Regions from separate parts of the Rattus norvegicus genome. Here region 2 is linked to region 1. The links are chromatin contacts, called in public Hi-C maps. All regions are on one chromosome and are shown on one strand. Each heading gives the region's core, a stretch centred on a gene start, on an enhancer-like site or on the middle of the called end of the contact. The rest is flanking DNA. Distances are from core to core; before and after follow the strand shown. Region 1 overlaps Greb1l (GREB1 like retinoic acid receptor coactivator). Region 2 holds the start of Abhd3 (abhydrolase domain containing 3, phospholipase).

What was found. A called contact is a pair of places that touch in the nucleus more often than the background predicts.
Region 2: a Hi-C map of the A7r5 cell line shows a contact between it and region 1, with 2.4 times the contacts expected there. The contact joins the promoter of Abhd3 here to the enhancer-like site in region 1. A contact is called at or near these places in 2 of 12 Hi-C or Micro-C datasets (the A7r5 cell line and Schwann cells).

Annotation. Positions count from the first base shown.
Region 1 is chr18:1,866,010-1,869,967 of GRCr8, forward strand. Greb1l (GREB1 like retinoic acid receptor coactivator) reads left to right here. Exons shown (of 33, transcript XM_039097272.2): 19 at 1,008-1,138; 20 at 3,847-3,958. Among named protein-coding and RNA genes, the nearest start is that of Hspd1l1, 7.2 kb to the left of the region's middle. Within about 2 kb of position 2,067, at least 12 of the 93 cell types and tissues checked have an H3K27ac peak or open chromatin away from gene starts, as enhancers often do. A contact at or near this core is called in the A7r5 cell line, where this site is marked.
Region 2 is chr18:2,049,847-2,053,515 of GRCr8, forward strand. It overlaps Abhd3 (abhydrolase domain containing 3, phospholipase), which reads right to left and starts at 1,443. Exons shown (of 9, transcript NM_001106162.1): 1 at 1,236-1,443; 2 at 707-870. The coding sequence starts at 1,397.

The sequences.
Region 1 (3,958 bases), core at 817-3,316:
TAGCCTGGTCTACAGAGTGAGTTCCAGGACAGAGAGCCCAGTCTCAAAACAAAACAAGCAAGCAAACAAAAATAGCAAAAACTTAACATTCTGGGCCTTCTTAGTTGAAAGTCAGCTGCATGTCCCATACCCCAGGATCCTCTGGGGCATCCTTGTGTCACATCCCAAAAAAATAATTACTTCCACAGCGGCAACTGAGTCAGTAAGAAGGGTGAGGACTGGTGCTGTGTGTTCTGTCTAATGAGGTAGAATGTTCATAGTGCATTGTATTTTTATTCTCCATTCAAAGACTAATTTTTATTTGTAAAGGGGAGTACCACAATTAAATAGTACCAAAACTACTTGTACTGGCTGGTTTTGTGTGTCAACTTGACACAAGCTGGAGTTATCACAGAGAAAGGAGCCTCAGTTGAGGAAATGCCTCCATGAGGCCCAGCTGTAAGGCATTTTCTCAACAGTGATCAAGGGGGAACAACCCAGCCCACTGTGGGTGGTGCCATCCCTGGACTGGTGGTCATGGGTTCTATAAGAGAACAAGCTAAGCAAGCCAGGGGAAGCAAGCCAGTAAGAAACACCCTTCCATGGCCTCTGCATCAGCTCCTGCTTCCTGACCTGCTGGAGTTCCAGTCCTGACTTCCATTGGTGATGAACAGCCATGTGGAAGTGTAAGCTGAATAAACCCTTTCCTCCCCAGCTTGCTTCTTGGTCATGATGTTTGTGCAGGAATAGGAACCCTGACTAAGACACTCCTAGTGTTTAAGGTTTTTAGTTTCTTCCCAAGTGCTCTGGATACATCAGAAAGGAGAACTACTTCTAACCAAAAGAGAAGGTGTCTGCCCTGTGTATCTGAACAAAAGGAAAAGAAGACAAACCCGGGTGTAGTTTCCTAAGGGAAACATCAACATGCCACTAACCGTACTAAGTTCCGCAGGAATGCGATGTCGATGTCAAGTTCCACAACTGTTCCCTTACCTCCCACCAAACCCTGCTCTGCTGTTTCCAATTAGGAGGACGTGGGCTGCGAGAAGCTGTACTTTGGCTTGAATGAGTACAGCAAGTCTCTGCAGTGGGGAATCACCAGCCCCCTCCTGAGATGCGATGAGACCTTTGAAAAGATGGTGAGCACCCTCTTGGAGAGGTAAGGAAGGCTGCCCTTGGCCTTAGCTATATGCCAAAAACAGTTGAATGTCTGTCTGGCCATGTCACATTGTCTTTGGTGGTGCTTGTGCAAGTGATATGGAAAGGACAAATAAAAACAGCTTTCTCAAGATGGCCTTCTACTATTCTGGCTTTCGGATGATCATACAAGGCAAACAAGGGCAGGCTGTCCTACAGTAGGAACCAGTACCATTTTTCATACCCCAGATTGTCTCCTAGGTAGCTTCAGTGTGCTGAAGGTCACTACCCTGACCTCTAGCCAGTCTCCTGACATTATACCTCAGGCTTTGTACCTCTTCACCTGCTCACTGTGGGCAAGTATCCTTAGACAGTTCCCTACAAGCTAAACATTGGAAGCCGTGGCTACATATAGAACATAGTTAAGGAACAAAACCCATTTAAACATGGTCTATCCTTGGGACCCATCCTGTAGTCCTGACCTTCAGGGTTGAGAGTCTGATTTCTTCTATTTTAGAGATAATTCTCTCTAACATGTCAGCCTTCCCTTATTCCTCAGTTCCAGGAATGTTTTGTCTTTGTTTTCTCAGAGCCTGATTCCTAGACTCAAAAGGTTAACATCCCTCCCGCCCTCTGTGTGACCGTCTCAGATGGGCAGTGAGGTAAACTAGACCTCCTGGTAGCTCTAGATTCCCAATACTGAACCCAGTTGGGCTGAGTCAGCTCTTTACCAGCCTGCCCTATCATCCTGGAAATGTTTTAAGAAAAGAGAAAAAAATAAAGACAAGTGGATATACCCAGTCCAGCAAGATAGCGCTGTGTCAGGGAAGGGAACGAGTTCAGAGTGGAGCCCGCACTCACAGCATTGGTCGTCAGCAACAGACAGCACCCGTGTCATTAACTGTAATGTGGTCCTCCCTAAGACACCGTTTTACTTTCCTACCCACTTCCTTCCCCTGCTTAGAACTTGCCTTTCAACCCAGTGACTCAAGAGTGCATGGCTTGTGTTTTAAAAGATGGTTCCATCAACTTCCACTAGATTTTGTAATACAAAACCACAACTATAGTTTAATGCAAACAGATGGGGGAAATTTCACCATTAAGTCATAATTTTGTCAAAGTGTGGATTGTAAATGTTTGTACTTTGAATTTAATCTCTGTTCTAACTTTGGCTTAAAAAAAAAAAAAGAAAGAAAAACCATTGCCAGTAAAGTAACCCTAAGCTTTAAATATAGCTCATCTGTGGTTTCTTCCCCTCCAGCTTTCTGCCCAAGCTATTAATATCTATGACTTATTGAATGGCTGACAGCACTAGCCCGGGACTGGCCCAACCGTGGCTTTCTCTGCTTTTCTCAGCCTAGCAAAGCCTGCAGTACTAGAAGACATGACAAAGACCTGAATCATTGCAGCCCAATCAGTCTCTAGGCAGTGATCAAGAGCAAGTAGCTGAATTTCTCTCAGTCCCCACACTGGTCCCATGAAAGGTGGAGAGGCCAGAGTACTGGCCACCTTTGGTACACTCCCTCAAAGCTGTGGTGCTCATTCGATGGCTCTAACTGGTATTGGACTCTGGGCTTTTCCAAGCAAGCTTGCGAACATTTTGAGGAGAATTAGAAGTAGAGAAGAGGTGCCCACCTTGCTGCTGAGCAGCTCATGAGCTACCAACTAGTGGCCAAGAAGAAAGGGGCCAGACTGACTCCTCAGGGCTCTGCCACTCTCAACACCTCAGTCAGCCAAAGTTTGCACAGCCCTCCCTGCCTTCCAGTGCCTACTTTCTCAGGCACCCAGTGAGGCCTATTCTCTTTAGTCATCAAGCCTCCCTTCCAGAGGAAGAGCACCAAAATGACACATCTATTTGCTACCTAGCCCAAACAGCCAGCATGATCAATGTGACTGTCACCTAGCAGTCTAGGGAGGGGAGAACAGTAATGCCCAGATTCTCAGGCTCTCTTAATCCAATCGTCTCTGGTAATAAAAGGTTCGCCACTAGGGGATGCTCTTTCTCTAGCTAGCTCTAATTTCCCCTGCACCAACTCACTTTTTTGGGTTTTGTTGTTGTTGTTTGTTTGTTTGTTTGTTTGTTTGTTTGTTTAAAATAGCATCCCATTAAACTGGAATCTGCACATTATGTAGCCCAGACTGAGGTAAACTTCTCAATCCTCCTGCCTCGGGCTTACCCAAGCTAGAGAGTTACAGGCACTCTCTAACACTACCTTTTTTTTCTTTTTCTTTTTTAATGTCTGATCCACCAAGAATAATGACAGCAGTGTCTCAGTTTCCTTTACTGTAGTCACATATCAGAGAGCAGAACTGGCAGTGCTTCTGCAGCAGCATGAGGGGTTATGACTCGTTCACAATTAACCTGTACCAACCTGTGTGTCTCAGTATTTAATGAGCATCTGAATTGCTGGTTCAACTGTTCAACTGTGGGACTTGCTTCTGTGGTCTGGCAGTTCTAGCTTCCTGGTCTAGCTTCCTGGTCCCGGTGCTGGCCCACAAGGTACTTTAAGAAGGTAGAATGACTAGGCCAGCCCCCAAACTCTAATTTACTTTGCCTATCCCAATAGGTCGTGCATGCATTACACGTGGAGTCACTTCTAGTAATGTGGGATCCAATGTTATTCTGCACAGTAGCCCCTTCCTGCTGTTTTCTACCTGCATTTTACTGCGCATGCCTCGCTGTTCCTGCAGGCCGTCTGCTGAGCGCTAACTCCCCGTGTTCCGTCACAGGTACCCCCGTCTGCATAGCATGGTGGTCCGATGCTATCTTCTCATCCAGCAGTACTCAGAGGCCTTGATGGCTCTCACCACCATGGCGTCACTCCGAGACCACAGCACACCA
Region 2 (3,669 bases), core at 193-2,692, 180 kb after region 1:
CCTAGTGAACAGGATTCTTGGGGGGAGGGCAGTAATGGGGGGAGAGCCATTACTGGGAGGGGAACAGCCATATGGAAGGGGAGGGGTAGGGGTAAGGGGGATGTTGGCCTGGAAACCGGGAAAGGGAATAACATTTGAAATGTAAATAAGAAATACCCAATTTAAAAAAGATGGGGAAAAAAGGATTAAAGATAATTTTTAAAAAAAGACATTATCCTCAAAAATCCATGTACTTATTACTATGAGTTCTTTTGTGGGGAGACGCACAAAACCTAAAGCTATTGACAGCTGTCTAACCCCTATTCCAGGATCCTCAACATGTGAATACATTAGTGCATCTCATCAAGGTGTCTAGGTCCTCAAGGGCAAATCGGAAACGACAAATTGGAAAACAGTAACACAAAAGCCCGCAAAGCGCTTCTTACATCCCAGAAATAAGCCAGGGTGTTCATCTGTCCATTCACATTAGGATGTAAAGGAGAAAAAAAAACAAAACAAAACAAACAAAACAAAAAAGGTGGGGAGGAGCAATACCTGAACATTTTCCAGCAGATGGAGGTCGCTGGGTAGACTCCGCATCCCTCCCATTTTCTTTTCTCTTTAACATTGTTTCTTTTGTTAAGCACAGGTGTATTAACTAAGAACTGGAAGCCTGAATTAAAATCAGTGATTCAGAAGACACAGCTCAAGATGGACATTCACTTACTTCCTGTACTGCACCCGGGGCTTGGCAGTGATGAAGGGTCTCAGCAGTGTCTGTCCTCGGCTCTCCCAGCACCAGACCGTCGGGTAATAGGTTTCTGTCACCACCGGACAGTGGTCCTGTAGGAAGCGGCTGAAACTCTCCCCTCCAATCACTAACTGGGGTTTCTGCCGGGAGAAGCAGCATTGGTAAGGGGTCCAGAACAAAGTTTACGGCGGTCGTAAACCAGCAACCAGTGGACTTAGCAGTGTCCCCACCCGAAGGCCGCGCGAGCCCTCCTATTCCATCTCCCCGGAGACTGACGCACAGAATTCACAATCACAACAGTCCCAAGCTGCGCTCAGTCGCATCCCGGGAGAAAAGGCGAACTGAGTCCGGGTGCCCTTCCCGAAGTACTGCAGCTGTGCAGGCCGGACCGAGGCCGGGAGGACCTAGAAGCAGGACCCCGGACCTCAGCGGGAGGCTAGTGGCGCCCGTGCACCGGCGGGTCCCTGGGGCCCGCCACGCTCCACTGCCCCCGCCCCTGGCTCACCTTGGCAATGCTGCTCAGGTAGTAGCAGGCATAGGCGACGCTGAAGCCCAGGATCAGCGACAAGCCCACGCCCGAGCCGAAGAAACCCACGCGAACCTGGTGCTCCACGTAGAGCGCCAGCTCCCGGGACAGCACCCGCAGATCCATGGCCAGGCGCTGCATGGCGCGAGCCCGGCGCAGCTGCAGCGGAGGCCAGCTCGCGGGAGCGCGGGGGACCGGCGACGCGGGGAAGAGGCGCCTAAGGGGTGGAGCACGGCTTGGCCTCAGCCAACCGCGGCCCTGGAGGCGTGACCAAGCCCGGCCCGCCCCACCCCACCTGCGAACCTTCCAGACTCGCGCTGGAACTCCTCCCGACTGTGGACCTCCAGTGTCCCTCCAGAGCCAGGAGAGAGCACGCGAGCCTAGATGAAAACAGGCTGGGCCACCACTTGACCTTGAACCTGTAGACTCGGCCCAGCTCGAGGCAGCAGTTTGCAGAAGACCGGCACTTGCTTCAGATTCCAAAGCAGATGGGGAAGGAGAGCTTGCAGGATATAGGGAGAGAATCCTCTGTCCCATTGGAGCTTGTGTCCCTAGGGAGATTGTTTAAAGAAAAAAGCATCCCATCAATTGTAAGACACTCATGCTGGACTTTCAGTCTCCCGGTGAATCTTTTAAATAGCTAAGGGCTATTAAATGAGAACTAGGTCTAGAAAAGGTCAGGTACCGGAAATAGGACTCAATCATGTGGCTGGTTAATTAACTCACAGGTGTATGGCTACCTAGGATGTGCACAGGAAACCATTTATGAAGTAGGCTCTCACAGGCTTGTTTGTGGCAACATAACAGAAGCCTAAGACTAGTTAAAGACATCTGAAACAAAAGTGGCAAGAATAAACAGGGAAACAGCGAAGGTAAGGACTGCTGAGACTACAAAAAAGTCAGAGTTCTAAATTAATAGAATATATTGCTTTTTTTCTTTTTAAAGACAAAGTCTTATGTAGCTCAGGCTGGACTTGAACTCACTATGTAGCTAAGAATTTAGGATTTTCCGGCTTTCACCTACCATCCTAGTGCTCAGATTATCAGCCAAACTGGGATTGCCACCAATCCAAGTTTATACCCTGCAGGGCATAGAACCCAGAGAGCTTTTTGCCTGCTAGGCAAGCACTCCACCAACTGAACTACATCCCTACTATTTTAAATAGCAGCTCTTGGTACTTGTATTTGTGGATTACAGTGTGAGATGGCAATACATGTCTAATTGATCGACTCAGGGCGACTAGCATGTCTGTTGCTGCAGATAGTCATCACCTCTTTGCGTTGGGATCATAACAGTTTTGAAATAATAAAGTGTTGTCAACAAGTTAGGATTGTAGGTGGGTGATCTCTCACTTGACAGGCAGACGAGATGGGTTGGAAGTGAGCAATTTACTGAGCTTCGAATTGGTCTTTGAAGCTTGCTGGGGGCTGGTTTCCAGAATAACTTCACCCTCACTGAGTTAAGGCTCTCTGGTATCTCCCTCTCACTTTGTTTTTGTTTCTGTAGACCAGCAGTTCTCAACCAGTGCAACTTGATCACTTTGGGGGTTGAACAACCCTTTCACAGGGGTGGCATATCCAATATCCTGTATATCAGATAGTTACATTATGATTCATGACAGTAGCAAAGTTATAGTTATGAAGTAGCAATAAAAGCAGTTGGAGGGGGTGGATGGGGAGGGGAACACTCTTATAGAAAAAGGAGAGGGGGATGGGATAGGGGGCTTATGTCCGGGAAACCAGGAAAGGGAATAACATTTGAAATGGAAATAGAAAAATATCCAATAAAAAAGAAGTTTAGGGCTGGGGAGATGGCCCAGCGGCTGAGAGCACTGACTGCTCTTCCAGAGGTCCTGAGTTCAATTTCCAGCAACCACATGGTGGCTCACAACCATCTGTAATGGGATCCGGTACCCTCTTCTGGTGTGTCTGAAGACAGCAACACCGTATTCACATGAAATAAATAAACAAATCTTAAAAAAAAAAAAAAGAAGAAGAAGAAGAAGTTTAAAGTGGTTGAAAAGAAAAAGGAAAAAAGAAAGAAAGAAAGAAAGAAAGAAAGAAAGAAAGGAAGGAAGAAAGAAAGAAAGTAGTCGGAGACCAGCCTGGGCTACAGGAGACGCCAACCGCTTCCCTAGTATTGCAGAGCTGGTCCCATGAGGGCAATACTCCTGCTTTTTGTTTGGGACTTAAGTTCTGCTCTGGGCACTGGCACTGCTACCTCTGGAAATAAGGTGTTGTCATCTCTGCCCCGGGCTTGTGGGAAGAGCCACTTCCCAGTGATCCCCGCCTCTTAACTTGCCTGATGTAAGTAGAATAAAAAAATGCAGTCTGGGATACATCTTAGCTTGTTTTTATTGTTTTTCCTCTGTGTGTGTGTGTGTGTGTGTGTGTGTGTGTGTGTGTGTGTGTG